2 separate regions of the Pan troglodytes genome follow, and region 1 is linked to region 2. The links are chromatin contacts, called in public capture Hi-C maps. All regions are on one chromosome and are shown on one strand. The core of a region is the stretch at or near the end of the contact, and the rest is flanking DNA. Distances in the headings are between cores, read along the strand shown.

The links. Capture Hi-C pulls out chosen DNA fragments and counts their contacts.
Region 1: a capture Hi-C map of stem cell-derived neural stem cells shows a contact between it and region 2, with 4 times the contacts expected there. The contact joins two enhancer-like sites. A contact is called at or near these places in 5 of 7 Hi-C or Micro-C datasets (blood, induced pluripotent stem cells, a lymphoblastoid cell line and 1 more) and 1 of 1 other capture datasets (stem cell-derived neural stem cells).

What each region holds. Positions count from the first base shown.
Region 1 is chr23:30,168,168-30,171,256 of NHGRI_mPanTro3-v2.0_pri, reverse strand. TTC28 (tetratricopeptide repeat domain 28) reads left to right here. Exons shown (of 22, transcript XM_009438072.5): 14 at 1,336-1,480. Among named protein-coding and RNA genes, the nearest start is that of PITPNB, 96 kb to the right of the region's middle. Within about 2 kb of position 1,271, at least 4 of the 24 cell types and tissues checked have an H3K27ac peak or open chromatin away from gene starts, as enhancers often do. A contact at or near this core is called in stem cell-derived neural stem cells, where this site is marked.
Region 2 is chr23:30,041,100-30,044,480 of NHGRI_mPanTro3-v2.0_pri, reverse strand. All of the region lies in intron 7 of PITPNB (phosphatidylinositol transfer protein beta), which reads left to right. Among named protein-coding and RNA genes, the nearest start is that of PITPNB, 31 kb to the left of the region's middle. Within about 2 kb of position 1,965, at least 2 of the 24 cell types and tissues checked have an H3K27ac peak or open chromatin away from gene starts, as enhancers often do. A contact at or near this core is called in stem cell-derived neural stem cells, where this site is marked.

The sequences.
Region 1 (3,089 bases), core at 22-2,521, 130 kb before region 2:
ACTGATGGTGGGGTGTGGTGTCTCACGTCTGTAATCCCAACACTTTAGGAGGCCAAGGTGGGAGGATTGCTTGAGCCCAGGAGTTCAAGACCAGCCTGGGTAACACAGTGAGACCCCATCTCTACAAAAAAAAAAATTTACAAATTAGCTAGGTGTTGTGGTACATAACTGTGGACCCAACTCCTCAGGAGGCTGAGGCAGGAGGAGCACTTGGGCCCAGGAGGTTGAGGCTGCAGTGAGCTATGTTTGCACCACTGCACTCCAGCCTGGGTCACAGAGCAACAATTTGTCTTTTTTTTTTTTTTTTTAAGCTATCTCCTACAGGAAGGATGATACCTTGTCTGTTTAAAAAAAAAAATCACTGTCTGTCCAGTAATCAGGCACAGAATGTCACTGATGGCTGTGCTGCGGCCACAGTGGCCAGGCCACAGGGCAGGTGCTGAGAGGATGCACGTGGGCAGCCTTGTTGCTGCATTGGAAATGGACTCGTTTCCCCTCCCTGTATCTCTTCTGCTCACTTGTGCATTTTGTCCTCTGTAGGTTCCCAGAGATTATACCAGTGCCTGGCAGACAGCCAGTGCTTGGGGAAAATTTTCCAAATGAATGAGTGAATGAATGAATCAGTGAATGCTCTCATCCCATGTTGGAAGTATGAAGCTTGGGGTCCTTGGGGTTGAAAATGCTTCTGTATTAATAAAACTATGCCTGGAAACATTGGAACAGAAATTTAAAAGCGAAACAAAACTATACAGCCATACTCAAACCGACCCACTCTGCAGCTGCTGCCTGGTCATAGCATCTTCCCAATGAGGCCATGGGGCCAGGGGTTTCTACTGCCTTGCCACAGAGCCCGTGCTGGGGCTCAGGTGGGTGCTCAGCAGTTGCTCTGAGCCCAAGGTGGGGGCCAACATGCTCTTTGTCCTGTTTGCAGCCCCCTTGGTACCTTAATTGGCATTGGGGCACTGTCCTCATCGGCTTGGTGGCTGTCGCTGATTCCTAATGGTCCTCACGTTTGCCTGCACACAATTGCTCCACACAGGATGTAATTAAATCCTTTGAACAGCACTTAGGGACATTTGATTATGTAGAAAAACTCCATAGAAATGTAAGCTGTTGTGTGCAGCTGGTTTACCCTGCGGTTTCTGACAGTGCTCACCGTAGTGTGAAAATTACCTGAAAGGGAAGAGAAGGGAACGGAGCTGGGAGGGAGGCTGCCGGGGGTGCTGCTGTGAAGCCTCAGCCTGCCTTCCATACAGGGGCATGGCTTGGAGGGCCAGGGTGAGCCTTTGCCTGTCTGAGTGGCCCTGATTGATCCCTCGGCCCTTCCCTCCCCAGGAGCTGCCAGAGCATGACGAGCCTGTTCAGTAACACTGTGTCACCGACCCAGGACGGGACCTCCTCTCTTCCCAGGAGGCAGAGCTCGTTTGCCAAGCCCCCGCTCCGTGCCCTGTATGACCTGCTCATCGCGCCCATGGAAGGGGTAAGCACCTCCTGGGGGCACAAGGCTCCTCCGCATCAGAACACATCGCTTACCAGTCAGCGCCCACATGTATCCCTCTGACACCAAAATGGGCTCCCGAGACAACCGGAGGCTTTCCAGAACACAAGTCCGCTCTGTCCAGCTTCTCAGTGAGCATTGGAAAAATAAGGTGGAGCACAGACTTGGTTGGTTGGTAGTGGATGAGGCCTTGAGCTTTAAGTTGCAAATCTGGGTTCAAGCCCTAGCTCTGCTCCCTACAAGCCGGGTACATTCAGCCTCAGTGACCTCATGTACAAAATGAAATGATGCTCCCTTCCCAGCCTGCCCAACAGAGTGATGGTGCGGCTCAGGGAGGCGCAGGTGCACCTCTAAGCAGTTGTCAGTAGGGGCCGTGCATCAGTGTGAGGCCGAGGCTGCCCTTTCCCACCTAGCAGATGCCTCGGGGATGTGGCCGTGGCTGTGCCCTTCCCAGAGGGCTTCTTTGCACCTTGCGCCCACACCCTACTGGGAATGAATGCTTCTCCACCTCCCCACCTCTCATCCTAGAATCTTGTCTGAGCAACTTCGAGCCAGGGCTATGCTTTCTGGTGAGATGGAGTCTCAGAGAATCAATTCCCACCTCCCTCTTGCCCTCAGCCTCAGATATTGTTGGGAATCACTGACTCCACCATAGAGTCTAATGTTAAAGACACCCTTGCATAATCTGCCACAGACAGGTTTTCTGTGGTGTGTATTCACCTGCCCTGGTCTTTGCACATCACTTTTTAATTCAAACACAGCCCTCTGACTGAGCAGAGAGTGCTGGAGGGCTCAGGATCTTCGCAAATCCCAATGGTGAGCCCATCAGATGCCTTTGCGTAGACTGTTAGGAAAGCCCAGGGAGCCTGCAGCAGGCGAGCAGGCTGCTGTTAGCCAGGATGCATGGCCCCTTCTTCCCAGCAGTCTGCAGCCAGGTGGGAGATTTGTCTCACAGCTGTTGGAGTGGCCTTCAGCAGCTCTCTCTTCTGCTCCAGCCAAATGACGGAGGAGAAATGTATCCCCGGGAAACCACATCTGCACAATGATTTCTTTGTCCCCAGAAAATGCCTATACCTTTCCCTGCCTGGCCTTCCAAGGATGTGTCTTGCCTAATATTTGTCAGGAGGCTGCGCTACCTGCCAGTGCCCTCTGGATGTTCTCTGGCTTGGGGACAGGGTGTGGTGGAAAGCACAGAGCCTTTGGGAACCAGCAGAGCTGGATTTGCATCTGGCACTGCCCTTTTCTGGCTGGGTGACAATGGCAAAGCTGCTTCCCCTCCTGGAGTATCTGTTTCCTCATTAGAAAATGAGGATGGTAACACCCAATGCAACAGGTTAGAGCAGGTTAGACAAATGTGTAAAGCACCTGGCCAGGCACAGTGGCTCTTGACTGTAATCCCAGCACTTTGGGAGGCCAAGCCGGGCAGATCACTTGAGCCCAGGAGTTCGAGACTAGCCTGGGCAACATAGCGAGACCTCGTCTCTACAAAAAATACAAAAATTAGCCAGGCATGATTGTGCACAACTGTAGTCCCAGCTACTCGGGAGGCTGAGGTATGAGGATCGCTTAAGCCTGGGAGATCGAGGTTGCA
Region 2 (3,381 bases), core at 716-3,215:
ACCCACAAGAGACTTACAGTCTTAGCAAGAGAAGCCCAGTACAATGAAGTAGTTAACAAGTGGCAGAGGCTTATAGCGTGGTCCAAAGTGCTGTAGGATTTCAGAGAAGAGAACAGATGATCTGTAAGAATGCAAAGCTGAAAAGGCTGAAGGAAAGACTCCTGACATGAGGATGTGTAGAGTTTTGATGAGTGGAACAGTCATTACACTTTTTCCTCTTACACTCGTTGCTCTGACACATTATACGTTTATTTCTTCATTTTTCTCTCTCCCTTCCAAGTAGAAATTAAACCTGAGAGGGAAGAGTCTTTGCAACCTTAGCCCATGTCTCCCCAGATCCTATAACACTGTCTGAAATATAGTAGGTACTCGGTGAATTCCTGTTAATAAATGAATCATAGGCAAGCAGAATAGAAATGAAGGTACAGGTGTACCATCTGACATTGAATTGGAGTAGTTTTTCGAGCTGAAGGGAACCTTAGCTACCTAGGCCTCCTTGCATTTAGACTGTGCTTCACATAATCCTAAGAGTTTCTTGCCCCCTCCTCCCTCAGGTTATCAGGATGGAGCGACTAGAATAAGGGGCTGAGTTCCTTCCTGTTCCCTCTCCCAGCGCAGTTGTGCTTGCTTGTCGTTAGTCTTGACTGTAAGATTTACTTTGAACACACAGTTCTGCAGCTACAGAAATTTTGGTTTCAGGGCTAACCTCCTGAAGCCCAGGTAAGCTAGTATTTCTCATGATCACTTAGCTAATGCCTAAAGTGGAAATCCCAATTCTCAGATCAGCTGACTGATTCTTCCCTAGCTCAGGCCTTGCCAGGGCAGTCACTCTTCGAGCTGCCACTTGAGCATTCTCTTCCTCTCCTCACACTGCTGTGCCACGGACCATACCCTATGCTTTCCTGTTCCAACACACTGCTTGTTCTCACCTCCTTTCTGGGACTCCTTTCTCTGTCCAAAGTTGACATGTCCTTCAGGATCTAGGTAGGTCGGAGCTTGCCTCCTCCAGGGAGATTTCTTTCAAGTTGAAATCAGTTTTCCTCTCTGCTGAATTTCAGAAGCTTTTGCTCATTTCATTGGTGTGTTTTGTTCTCTTTGTTTAGCAACCTGTTCCCTTTTTACAGAGTAGGCCCTTCATAAATATCGGTCAGATGAACCTGATGAGCTTGAGAATAATGATGAAACTAAACACTATGAGCCAAGAGTTTGTACTGGAATACAAAATCAATTTGATGTCCTTTTGATAACACCTGGGTTGGCAAGGGATGAGGAAGCAGGCACTCCCATACATTGTCTGTGGGAATATAAATTAGTGGAACTGGTGCTAGTCTAGCAGAATTACAAGTGTACATAGCCTGTTGACCCAGCAAAATTCTGCTTCTAGGAATTAACTCTACCCACTGTAAAGTGACAGGTGTATAAACCTAGGATCAGAAGTCTTAAGTGTTTCTTTATCAATCGGGAACTGATTAAAATCATTATGGCACACTCATGTGATGGAGTTCAGTGCAATCATTAAAAGGGAGTGAGCTCTATTTGTACTGATGGAGAATCCTTTTCAAGACAACCTGGAGGGAGAAAGACAAAGAAGTATGTATAATATGCTTCCATTTGTTATATTAAAAGGGAGAAAAATAGTTTGCTTAGTTATGTATGGACTATCAAGAAGAATGCATAAGATGCCATTAATAGTGATTTCCCTTAGGACAGGAATGGGATGGAAGAGTTGAGGTCTGACAGAGATGTGTGCAGTGGATCAGGGGATAAACTCCTCTCACCAACTGTATGGTTTCTGTTGCTGCATAAGAGATCACTACATATTTAGTGGCTGGGTAATGTGACCTGATAAGTTTGATTAATTAAGGGAATGGCCTCCCATTACCTTTGCCACAGTCTGTGGCTTAGAAGCAGGTTAGCGGTTCTCCTTGCACTTAACAGGAGGGAATTACATGAGGGTGACTTATGGCAGGGAGGGGTTTACTTTAGGATGCATCTGCCATACCAGCAGTCAATGTTTAGTGCCTAAAACTTGCTCTTTAAGGATTGGAGTGACACTAGAATTGAGAGCTTAGTAACTATGAATAGGCCAGTAAGTGGGTGTGGGATTGAGTGGGGGTGGGGCTGCACCCCATGGATTGGGTCGTCTGTTAGACCTGGGGAGGTGGGGTGGGTGGGGATATTGGAGCAGAATCTCCTTCCTAGATTTGCTGAGTCTGTCTTGTTCCGGGGACCAGAGGACAGCTTGTGGAGGCTCAGGTTGGATGGTTGAATGGCCAGATCCAGATCCTACCCCTTCAGTCAGCCCCAGCTCTTACCCTGCAGCTCAGCTGGGAACCTGACTCTCTTGCTTTGTAAACAGGGAATGATCCCCTTTCACAAGACCACCATCATGTCTGGGCCTGTACTAGGAGGCTGTAGCTAGAACCTGCGTTTTTCTCAACACTATTTTTATGACCAAAGGGCAGCACCTTCTGAATGGGAGATCGTGTGACTACTGGGGATTCATATTCCTCTAATGTGCCTGTGTTTAGTGGTAACACCTCACATGCAGAATCTGGTTACCTATGCAGTTGTGAATATCCAGAAGTCAGGTAAATCACTGTCTATAGTCTTACCCAATTTAAAATTTCATGATTTGACCTTTTCTCCCTTAAATGAATGTGTTGGTGGTGATTTGGAAAAAGAAAATTAGGAAGACCTTCTGAAGGTATAGTGATCCTCAAAGTTTGTACTTGTGGCACCTTGACTCCTGGAGATTTTTGTCTCAGTCTGATTTAATCAGTGATTTTTCATTCTGTATTTAATGACTTCTGGTTTTTCTTGAGTGAGCTAATTTTAAAAAAAAGTTAAATGGTTGAGTTTCTTTCATATTACTTGCTTTTAAAAAGAAAGAAAACAGCTGCATTATTAAATTTGAGTGAAGTCCTCAGAGTCAGGACAAACGTGAAATAGTTGGGAGTGCAAGAAACCAAGAATTTGAAACTCCACCTGGTGGGGGCTTTCTGTCACTGCAGGTGAATTTAATACAAATGCAGCCCCAAATATTTTAATTCAGAGTGATTGTTGATTACTCTTAAGATTTAACTCTCTCAGCTAGGTTGTCAGGTGGCTTGTATACCACTCTTGTAGATTTGCTGTCTTTGGTAGTGTTTATGAACTATACTTCACCATGCAGAGAAGAGATGGGATTTGACTCATGGCATAAGTGAATACTTGAGTGGATGCTTTGACATGTTTACATAATTGGAGGGTGACATCATCACAATAACTCTAGGAACAAGGATTTGTTTTAAAAATCTGTCAGTGTGACCTAGGGTCACAGAGTAGTTTGCTACAAAAATCATATGTATTTAAATATATGGGTCATTAAGACTTTTTGTT